Linked DNA regions of Mus musculus: regions 1 and 3 are each linked to region 2. A link is a contact called in public Hi-C data. All regions are on one chromosome and are shown on one strand. Each heading gives the region's core, a stretch centred on a gene start, on an enhancer-like site or on the middle of the called end of the contact. The rest is flanking DNA. Distances are from core to core; before and after follow the strand shown.

Region 1 (3,775 bases), core at 1,197-3,696, 220 kb after region 2:
TACATGTTAACGTCTTGCTGTCTTGCACCATCTCACCAGATCCTTGTTTGTTTTTGACACAGGGCCTTATGTAGCCCAGGCTGGCCTCAGTGAAGAATGGCTGCCAGCTGTTGGTGCCCTTGTCTCACAGAGGGCCCCCTCCCCATGCACTCTATGAGCTGAGCTACATATCAAGGCCTGCTTTGTTATTTTATTATTAATTGAGAGATTCTAGATATGAAGTCTGTGCAATCTTTTTATTGCTTTGTTGTCAAAAGAAAATCTTAATAATCTACAATATTCCATTCTAAACATAATCCAAAGTACATTAATGTTTCTCATAACTTAGAAATGAAATTGAGTCAAAGTAGAGAAACTAAATTAAATTGATGCCGTTTCTAATTAAGAATTCAAATGTTTGAGGGACCATGGCGATGGCTTGGTTGGTAAAGTACTTATTGTATAGACATTAGGACCTGTGTTCAGTACCCAGTACTGTGGAAGAGCCAGGCCTGGCAATACTGCCAGTGCTGTACTCCCAGGGCTACGAGGCAGACAAGAGAATCCCTAGGCTTTGCCAGCTATCCAGTCTAGCCACACCAGTCAGCTCCAGATTCAGTAACATTCTGTTTTAATAAATAAGGTAAGTGGAAAACAATTGAGGAAGGCATTTGACACTAACATATGGCTTCCTTATACAAGCACACCCATACACATGTGCACTGGCATGCATGCACAAATATATGCCACATACATGACAAAATTTAGATTTAAAACAATTTTATGGTGAATATTTTTCAAACAGGATCTCACTGGGCAGCCCAAGATTGCCTGAAAGTTACAATGACTCTCCTGCCTCTACCTCCTGAATGCCAAAATTACATATGTAAACCACCTCATCAAACTTTTAAATAAACGTCAACTGTATCCTTAAGCAAAATGATTTTGCTCTGAGGACATAGATATTTTTCAGTATACCTGTAGGCATTAAATTACCAACTTGAGTTGTCTACTTCCCCACACAAACCAAGTATCTTAATGAACATCTTTTCTTCTAAGGTACTTTTTCAAATATGAAAGTAGTATTAATACATCCATATTGTCTTGGCCCTGGATTTTTAATGGCATTTCAAAGGAGGTTTTAAACAAGTGTAACTATAACACTGCCCTGTATAAGAGCAGCATCTATTTTATATTTTCTTTCACAATCATAGTATCACATGGAACTGGGAACAGAGGCTATGAGGAGCAGAGTGTAATGGGTCATGATGACCATTTCAGAACAGCTCGACCCTCCTCGGAGCCTTCGAGCAGGCTGCGTGAGCTGAATTCAGAAGCAGAGAGGATGGATCGTACTGCAAGCTGTACAGTTAAGCTGGGCAAGTGTGTGTGTGTGTGTGTGTGTGTGAGAGAGAGAGAGAGAGAGAGAGAGAGAGAGAGAGAGAGACTGACTCACGTAAAATTACCCCAATGAAAGAAATGTATTTTTTGTGTGTGCATTTCTTAATACAAAGCACTCTAAATCACTAGCACGTTTAGTTCCCATTGTTGGCCACTAATGGAACAAACTGCATTTCTCTACCATCTTACCGTGTCACAATTCCTGCACCCTTGTGAGTAGAATTATTACTACTATGGCAGAGCAACTGAATGTTAATGTTTGAAGGCAAAAGGGATGTCAAAATATGAGGTTATAATCCATTGTCCTCATGTTCCAAATGTACCACACTTGGGTTTGAGAGAGATGAGAAAAATCTACCGCTTTTTGCCTTGTCCTGGATTTTAATACCCTTAAGGGGCAGACTGCCCTTGTCCTAGCTCCTTGGCAGGAATTCTCATTGAGTCCGGGACCACTTTAGTCCAAATTAAGATTTTTCAAGCTATGCGCAGCATCAACAAGCTCTTAATGAACAGTAACTTCCCGCATCCTGGAAAATCACCTCCTTTCCGTTTGACACAGGATTTCAGTTCCTTGCCTGGGGATAATAAGCTAATGGATTTGGGTGCAGGATGATAACAAAGAATATGTGAAATCTGTCAATGCTTTTTTTTTTTTCCACTATGGTGATTCCCACCAACCCTCACTGACTGCCTGGGAATGCAGCGTACTATAATGAAATCCTTCATCAGGAGCGATTTTTGAAATACCCCTTGGTTGCTTAAGAACCATTTCAGACAGAGAGATTTAGTCGCTTATCAAGCATATTTGTCTATTTTTTTTCCTGTGAAAACAAACCAGAAATCTTTTCATTACTCCTTTTCTTCCTAGCTTGAATCCGCCCAGGCAGAACTGTCATGCCCCCTTTTTTCCTGCACTGTGACTTGCCAAACCATTTCTGATTGAAAGACACAAGCAAGAATTTAATGGTGTGGAACAAGCGAGTCAGCCGTCTCTGCAGTGCACCCCATCACAATGAGAACGTCTTCCTATGACTCAGAGTGAATCAGATGGAAAGAAAAATAACAGCACAAACAGCAGCTTTGGAAATAAATGGCGACGTGTGCCTTGCACGAACCAGGCTGCCGTGAAGACCACGCTAAGGAGACCTGGCCGGGCTGCCTTCTGCTTTCTCCAAGGAACGGACAGAATGGGCAGCAGACTTTTCTTCCAGAAGAAATCAAAGCATGCACAGTTGTTTAGGCGGACTTGGGCCAAGGAAAACATTTGCCTGTATTCTCCCAAGCTACATGTTGTGGTGACATCATTGGTATATGCCGAAACACCTTATTTGCATTTGATTTTCTGTTTTGTTTTGTTTGTAGAGGTGGGTTTGGGGTGTTTTTGGTTGGTTGGTTGGTTTTTGTTTGTATTGGGTTTTGGGGTGTGTGTATGTGTGTGTGTGTGTGTGTGTGTGTGTGTGTGTGTATTTTGTTTTGAGATAAGGTCTCACTGTGTGGCCTTGGCTATCCTGGAACTCACTACATAGACTAGGCTGACCTCCAATTCACAGAGATCCACCTGCTTCTGCCTCCCAAGCCCTGGAACTAAAGGCGTGCACTACCATGCCCAACTTGCATTTTGATTTTATTTTAAAGATTTATTTATTTATTATATATAAGTACACTATAGCTGTCTTCAGATGCACCAGAAGAGGGCATCAGATCTCATTACAGATGGTCGTGAGCCACCAAGTGGTTGCTGGAAATTGAACTCAGGACCTCTGGAAGAGCAGCCAGTGCTCTCAACCACTGAGCCATCTCTCCAGCCCACATTTTGATTTTTAACTGCTCTTTTTATGAATGGAATGAATAAGTGATTGATAGATAATGAAATAAAGTCATATATGATTGTCATACAGGAGGGCTCAAAATATAAATTATACATTATATATTTATGTATATAAGATAATATATTATAGAGCATATTTTAAATATTTAAAATGTTGACAGATCTATACATTGACATATATAGTGAAAGGAAGAATTCTATTGAAAACCAGGACATCTCTGACTAGGAGTAGCTAGCAAGCTTGCCTGTTAACCCAGCCATGGCTAACAGCTCATGCTTGCCTACCCTTCCTACTAGTTTTGCACCCTCATTTCTGTTCGCACTGCCTCCTGGGTCCTCGTTCCTATGCGACACATCTCACACACTATTTGACTACACGGTGAGTTGTGGAACTGGTAGGAGGGACCAGCTGGAGGCCAGGCAGTCTATGAGTGGCAACGGAGGACAGCTCCTTCCATCTTTGCTGCTTGTCCTATTAGCCTCTCTCCCTGACTCACAGGAGGGTGTTTCAGCTGCAGCTGGGGAGAGGGAGAAATTGAGAAGCAAAGTGATTCCATGTCAGAGGCC
Region 2 (3,442 bases), core at 907-3,406:
ACTACTCTCCCACTCCACTTTCTTCCCTGCTAGTCCATCTCCCTTATTCCTTTTGTCTCACATACTACAAATTTTGGGCTCATTCAGTCAAGGCATTTGCTATAGGCTTCCCAGAATGTATTTTAAATTAAAAAAAAAAAGATGGGATTTTTAATATTCTGTCAGGGAGTCCAAGATCAGCCAACAGTACTTTCAACACGAATTTTTATGGTTTAAAAAACCAAAGCGCCACTTTTTTTTCTAAGCCTTTCTCAAATCCCACTTAGATGCCAGGCCTCTGCCAAAAGCCTTAGGAAAGGATTGGCTTTAGAGAACCTGAGGAACTCAACCAAGAAAGCATTTGCTTGAAAAATTGGCCTGAGCACTAGGAAGCTTGCTAACATAAAATGAATGGACTCTGAAAGAACTGTCTTACTCCTGCTAAGGACAAAAAGTAAACTGAAAAGCGCCCCCCTCCCCGCCCGTTTTCTTAGTCAATCAGCTATGCAGGAAGGAAGGGAGTCTGACGGGAGAAAGGAACATCTGGGCATCCCTCAGAGACTTAAAAGATGTCTGGGCACCCGGGGGAATCCTGGTTGCTGAGACGACGCCTTCCCAGTGCTACCACTGCGGCACACTGCGGAGCTCTTTGCCTGCCTGCAGCCTCTGTATTGCCCGGCATCCCCTGCCACCCCTGCCGCAGTCTATCCTCCCACCCGAGTCCCTCCAGTCGCTGCCGTCTGCACAGGGCGCGCCACAGGGCATCCATCACTCCGGAGCCTTTGACGCACACACGCGCGCGCTCCCAGACAGGCTGGGTCTCCTAGCCCTCCCTCCACCGCGCCCTCCCCTTGCGGGGCTGTATTTGCATCACGCCCACACGTAGAGGGTGACGCGAGCGCCCCCCCCCCCCCGCTCCCATGGTCCAGGCGGTACTTCCAGAGCTGGTGACTCAGCTCCTCCCTCTCCGCCCCCGCGCGTGGCGGACTGAGGTTCCCGCACGCCCACAGAGATGCTCCTTGTATCTGAGGTGGGGTGCTGGCTTCCCCAGCCAAGTTCATCCCGGCATTCTAAAATCTTTCTTTCCTTCCTGGCCAGAGGCGTTCCAGTTCGCGGGAGAAAGTATTCTCGATTCTAGAGCCCAGTTGGAGAGGAAAAGTCCACCAAGAGAAGATGGTGACCTGTCGCCCATTTCCTCTTGTCCTTAAATTAGATACCTCGGTAGTAATTGTTGCTGCCATCATCATCATCATCATCATCATCATCATCATCATCATCATCATCATCATTGGGGACAGTCCCTCTCCTAAGAAATCCTCACTCTTAGATGCGCTTCGCTGCGCCCCTAGGCGCATAGTGGACGCTCGATAGGGTTTTGCTCAATAGAGGTGCAGTGTTGGAGAAGTGTTGATTCTTACAAAGGGCCACAGCAGGCTTTCCTGCTTTCAGCTTGTGTGTGTGTGTGTGTGTGTGTGTGTGTGTGTGTGTGTGTGTGTGTGTAAGAGTTTGAAAATTGACGGGTTTTCTGCTAGCCTCCCGCAGAGCCGACTGCGGCTCCCCGTGCTTTCCAACCACTTCTGCACATCTGCAGAGGGTTCCCCGCAGAAAAAGTTGAGCCAGAGGCTGCGGGGATGGCTCGCTGATAGTGGGCGCTCCCGGCTGCCTGTTTTGAATAGTCTCTCCAGCCCTCCCTGAAACTCCCCCACCCCTGCGCCCCCAAAGAAGTCGGGAGATGCCTGCAGCTGCCCACCCACCTGCCCTTGAATCCCGAACATAGCGCACCTTTAACCTGCCTCTGCCTAGTAAACCCGGGGCCACTCGACTGCCTCAGTGAGATTTCCTGCTTGCCATCCCAACACAGGTACCCAGCGGGCAGCCTGCCTCACCTGCAGCCGCTTTTCCCGGGCCAGAGCTGGCAAAGTTGCGCTAGTTGCGCTTCTGGAAGGCTGCAAAAAGTTCTCTGGTTACAACGCTGGGTCTCCCGGCACAGAAGAAAAACCTAGCACGGAACGAGCCCTTGCCACGGTTGCGGGGGACTCCTTACTCACCGTTTCAGGCGCCGGGGACCCCCTGCCCTGAGCCACCGCTCTGCACTGCAGCCGTCGCCTTGCGAGCACCCCTCCGCTTGCAGCCCGGGGCCGCCTCGGTCTGCCACTCTCTCCTGCAGCGCGCGCAGTGGTGACTCCTTTGAGCTAGTCGGCAGCGAGAGGAGGGGCGGGAAAGTGGCTCCCGGCGGCCACGCTGCGGTCCTCCTCCTTCGCCTCCTCCCTTCGGTGCTGCAGTGGCGGGCGGCGGCGTGGCTAGAGTACAAGCGATGCGCAGGGAGGGGGTTACGGCGCGCGGGGGAGGAGGGCGCTGTGCAAGGCTGGGCGAGCTCCCGGTATGATGCGGAGGTGTTGCTGCGGTTCGGGTCGGGGGTGGGGAGGGGTGCGGTGGGGGTTGGCTCCAAGTGGCAGGTACTTTTGGAGAAGTCAGAGCTCAGTTTGTAGCAGGAGGAGGAGGCGGGGTGGGGGGCGTCGATAAGGCACCCGTGCTGAATTAGTCACCGAGTGTGACTGTGCGCTGCTCGTTTGGCAGCCCCTTGGGTCGGGTCCATCAAAGCACAAGGAAATTGTTGATTGCTGGAGGCCAGTGCCTCGGGAAGGAGGGCTTTTGTTCTGTTTCTGAGCCTGGAACTGGTTAATTTTGACTAGGCTTTCCGTAAGTCAGGAGTAGCTGATCACCCCCGCCTACCCCCCAATCTCCATGCTAGCACACGAGACAAAACTTGGGGTGTAGCGGAAGGAACTCCACGTGCGGGATGTGTGTATGTGTCCCTAAACCAGGGAGGGCCAGGGAGCAGCCGGAACTCCGGGTGGGGGGATTTCTAGCATTTTTAATAGGAGAGAGAGAGAGAGAGAGAGAGAGAGAGAGAGAGAGAGAGAGAGAGAGAGAGGTGAGAATATTGCTCTTGTTCTCAGGAATGCCTTAGAGGGTGAGAAACGGCAACCTTAGCCTCACCTTAGCGCTGGGGCTGGACTATACCAACTGGAACTCATCCTGGAGAGACCACACCCAAGTATCTACTCCGTCTTGGCAGGGCAGAGCGTCATCCTGTTACCCATCCGCTCATCGGAAGGGACAAAGTGGGAAGCCAGACATCCTCATAAAGTAGACCCTACCAGCTCCGAGCTCTCGTGAAACTCGTGTACTTTGGAAGCTCCCCGACCCCCGGCAGGTGCCCGCCGCGCAATCATTACCCTTGTAATGGTAACCCCGAGGAGCGAGACAAAGCGAGGCGCTGGTGGGAGCTGCAGTGGGTAGATCTCTCACACAATCTCTCCCTGGATGAGTTCATGCGAGAGTAAATAGCCTGAAAGATTGAATAGGTGGCTAAATGCTTGGCTGTGCCGATACATAAGTAAACAATGCATGTAAATGTTTGTGTTGCTGGAGAAGAGCAGCCGGGCTCTTCAGAGATCCA
Region 3 (3,781 bases), core at 204-2,703, 160 kb after region 2:
GAGCCTTCCTCACCTACTAGGCATCTATTGTCTCTGGCTTCTGCCTATTTAATTGAGGGGAAATGTCACCCAGTCATTCATCAACCATTCTCCCAAATTCCTTCAGAGGGGGCAATTCTACATCTATTGAGGGCCATAACTTAAATATTCCCCCACCGTAGGTTTTCATTCATTATGCTTTGTCCCATGTCTTCTTTGGTAAAACCTTTGCTACAAATTATGTGTCTGACCTGGATTTTCAGGACTTTTCTACTTGATGCTAAAATTCTAGGGCTCTTAACCAAGCCTGCTTCCTTCTCCTATGCTCTGTGCCCAGAGGTAGCTGCCTATCCTCCATAGCTACCCACACAACACGCCGTGCCCTTGTCCTTCCCAAATGGTTAGAGAACAAAAGGAAGTCTTGCCAGCTTCCCTTTCTCTTTCCTGGGACCTCGCCCTCAATTAACCTGAATTCTTGAAGGTTCCCAGAGACTGAGCCACCAATCAAAAAACATACATGGACTGGACCTAGACCACGTACAACCAAATGTGCAGCTTGGTCTTCATGTGGGTTCCCCAACAACTGGAGAGGGGGCTTACCCTGACACGTTTGCCTGTCTGTAAATCCTGTTCACCTAACAGGGCTGCCTGTCTGGCCTCAGTGGAAGAGGATATACCTACCCCTGCAGTGATTTGAGGTTTCAAGGTAAGTTGGTAAGTAGAGGGGACTTCTCCCTTCTCTAGAATATGTTTGTCATAGCTACACTTTGGAGCAATAAGCTCAGATATATGTATATGATGTATATGTATATGTATATGTATATATGTATTTATATATGTGTGTATATATATGTATGTGTGCATATATGTATATATGTGTATATATATATATGTATATATACTGATTTAGGATGAATAAATACAAATCTCTCACATTTTCTATCATAAATGCATTAAAACACTCAAAATATCCTTTATCCTGTTGTTACCTTGATTTTGTTGTTTGAATTTCATGCATTATTTAGCCTCTCCTAGCTACAATGATTTCTTTTTTTAAAAAATCAGTTGTACTTAGAAGATTCCATATATAGTCTGTGCCATAAAACAGAATTCATTGGTACTTAGTTCTCTGCCGTATATTTTGTCCATCTTTTAGGTGAGTTTGCAATGCAGACAACATACATTAACCCAGTTTTGCACTGTAGAGTAAACAAGTCCCTCAACACCTCCTATGGATCGTATGAGAGAGAACTGGCATTCCTTTGAGGGATAGGAGGAACTCTAGTCTTTGACACAAAGAGGTTGCTTCTGTGGGAGGTTATTCAGTCATGTAAAAACAAAGCACATTGTTTGTTATGAGTTAGAATAGTTTCTAATTATGCTCAGTTTGATATCAATGGCATAAAAGCAATCATGGTGCAATCAAGCAAGACAGCAGTGCTTGCAGGTTCCACTTGTTCTCATAAATTACTGTGCTGCCAAAGGCTGAGAAGTTCCTTGTACTACCCGAAGGCCAGTCACAACTCTATTTATCAGGTCCCCTCTGTGTGTCTGAGAAGTTGCTTTTTGCACCTGGGGAGCGTGGTTAATTCAGTGCTTTTTTTTTCCAGTTTCTTCTTTCCCAGAAATCTTCTGAAGGTTGGGCATTATCTTCCCGGAGATAAATCCAGAGCGAATCTGGTCTCAGGAAGCCTGGCTCTGTAAAGATGAGCTTTCAGCTCAGAACCGCCCACGTGGAAAGTCCCTAGTCTATTCAGATTTTGCCATTTCTTTCATATAGCTTGATTCCCAGGCTGCCTGGTAAGTGATACCACTGTGAAAACGCATTTGAATAGAGTGCTCAGTTGTTGGTGTTTTTTTTTTTTCCCCTGCTCCTTTGCAGTATAGACACGCATGCACCTGAAAGAAATGGGTTCTCTGAAATCCTTTTTAAGATAGATAATGTGCTTTAAGGATTGAATAAATATGCTAATAAAAATAATAGCGCAACCCTACACAGAGAACCATAGGCAAATGAGGAAAGCTAGTGCGAGGGTGATCTTCTCTGGGGAAGAGCACACTGATTGCTTGTCCAGTGCCAAATGGTCAGCCCTGAAAACACACATACAAGTAACATTATACAGGCTGAGCAGGTTATAGAGTTAGGGTGTGTGTGTGTGTGTGTGTGTGTGTGTGTGTGTGTGTGTGTGTGTGTGTATCAGTGTTTATAAATCGTCACCATTGCATCTCAACAAAAATGGAACCACCACACAGTCTGAAGCCAAACTAACAGAAACTAGAGGCAGACAGTGGAACTGGATTATGCAAAAATGCAAGCTACCTCTTTTGTTGGCTCTGTGTGGATGATGCTTTTTCATTTGTCCCTTTGGCCTTTATTAGCAGATTGCATAAGTTAATGTCCCAAAGCCTAACCATCCTTCCAGAGCTAAAACAGACCTCATCATCTTAGCACATCACCCCTGTGCTCTGCTCCTGAGTTTGTTTCCTCGCTATTTCATTGGATTTTTTTTTCAATTTCCTCTTATTTGAAGTTTTTCTATATTTCCACCAGATTTTTAAACATTAACTTTTGGCTAAACTGTTTGAATACATGGAAAGGAATTTGATCTTTTCTGTCCTCAATCCCTGGATAAATATCAGAGCTTTACCTGTTCTTTAGACATTTAACAGAAGTGGCCAGCGGCACATACGAACAGTGATTGGTGTATCTCAGTCATTCCTCCTCAGATCAGCGGTGACTCCTTCTTCCTGAGGTCCACTGCTTTTCTTCATTAAGCAGATGCAGTTTTCTTTTTAACACCACGCAGTTGTCTCTCTAACATGAGATGAAGCTTTGGGGGATACACTCAAGAGTGGTTTAACTGGTTCCTGTGGGTAGAAAAGGAAGGCTCTAGAAAGAGTTGAAGAAGGATGCAAACATGATAAAAAAAAAATCAAGTAAACTCACAGAAAACTCATAATAATTTTTTAATATAATAATATTAAAAACACATTATACACACATATATATCAGATACAGAAAAAACACATTATATACATACAGATAGATATCTGAGATCTGCATCATACACACATACACATATTATATAAGCTAAATCTCTCAGGCAAAGCCTGTGTTTTGCCACTCATGCCAGGAGATGCTGGGCAGAGTATGGAGTACTGAGACTAGATGGAAGGAAGTGGGGGTATGGCCCCTGGAGCAGGAGGATGGCAAAGGCACCCAGGTGACTTCCAGATGCCAGCGCCCCGCCCTAAGACTATGCAACCTCATCTCGAATCCCCATTTCTTCTTACATCATTGTGTCCCCCGACCTTCACATGACAATCTTACAGCTTTGGATCAGTGATCACAATAAAGAAAAGCTATTCATATAAATCCTGATACATAAACTCTTTAATATCTCAGCGTCTTCTCTTTGTGTAGTGAGTACTTTCTCTTTGGTAAGCAGCTCACTTTTAGTCTGGTCCATTATTATTTGACACAGGGGCCCTTTCCCTACAGTCCTGTTGCCCTTCAACCTGCCTTCCACACAGGAGGCCAAATGCTCATTTTAGGTAATAAATCTCAGTTACTCTCTCCCTTTAGATGTTAAATGCCCTCCTGCATGGGGAGGAGTTTGCCTTAGCCCTTTCTCTCCTATCTTGTCATTCTCTGGAGTCCTTGCAAATGCCCAGATTTCTTCCTTTAGTCGTTTTGAGAGTCTCTAGCTTCCCTTCTAAATTTAGAACCAGCAGGACTATGAAGCCCTCCTTGCTCCCTGGCCCTTTGTAAATATCTCTCATGGAGATGTGTGTGTGTGTG

Evidence for each region. A called contact is a pair of places that touch in the nucleus more often than the background predicts.
Region 1: a contact with region 2 is called in a Hi-C map of the N1E-115 cell line, with 3 times the contacts expected there. The contact joins the enhancer-like site here to the promoter of Sv2c in region 2. A contact is called at or near these places in 3 of 484 Hi-C or Micro-C datasets (the N1E-115 cell line, cerebral cortex and embryonic stem cells), 4 of 115 datasets of contacts at active chromatin or transcription factors (embryonic forebrain, embryonic hindbrain, forebrain and 1 more) and 2 of 9 other capture datasets (liver and pancreatic islet).
Region 3: a contact with region 2 is called in a Hi-C map of uterus, with 2.8 times the contacts expected there. The contact joins the enhancer-like site here to the promoter of Sv2c in region 2. A contact is called at or near these places in 3 of 39 promoter capture datasets (the 3T3-L1 cell line, 3T3-L1-derived adipocytes and trophoblast stem cells), 3 of 484 Hi-C or Micro-C datasets (cerebral cortex, nephron progenitors and uterus) and 1 of 115 datasets of contacts at active chromatin or transcription factors (neural progenitor cells).

Annotation. Positions count from the first base shown.
Region 1 is chr13:96,349,100-96,352,874 of GRCm38.p6, forward strand. No RefSeq gene overlaps it. Among named protein-coding and RNA genes, the nearest start is that of Poc5, 37 kb to the right of the region's middle. Within about 2 kb of position 2,447, at least 23 of the 459 cell types and tissues checked have an H3K27ac peak or open chromatin away from gene starts, as enhancers often do. A contact at or near this core is called in the N1E-115 cell line, cerebral cortex and forebrain, where this site is marked.
Region 2 is chr13:96,130,421-96,133,862 of GRCm38.p6, forward strand. Sv2c (synaptic vesicle glycoprotein 2c) reads right to left here and starts at 2,157. Exons shown (of 13, transcript NM_029210.1): 1 at 2,028-2,157. Gm29543 (predicted gene 29543) reads left to right here and starts at 2,305. Exons shown (of 2, transcript NR_167969.1): 1 at 2,305-2,359; 2 at 2,940-3,442.
Region 3 is chr13:96,286,293-96,290,073 of GRCm38.p6, forward strand. No RefSeq gene overlaps it. Among named protein-coding and RNA genes, the nearest start is that of Poc5, 100 kb to the right of the region's middle. Within about 2 kb of position 1,454, at least 3 of the 459 cell types and tissues checked have an H3K27ac peak or open chromatin away from gene starts, as enhancers often do. A contact at or near this core is called in uterus, where this site is marked.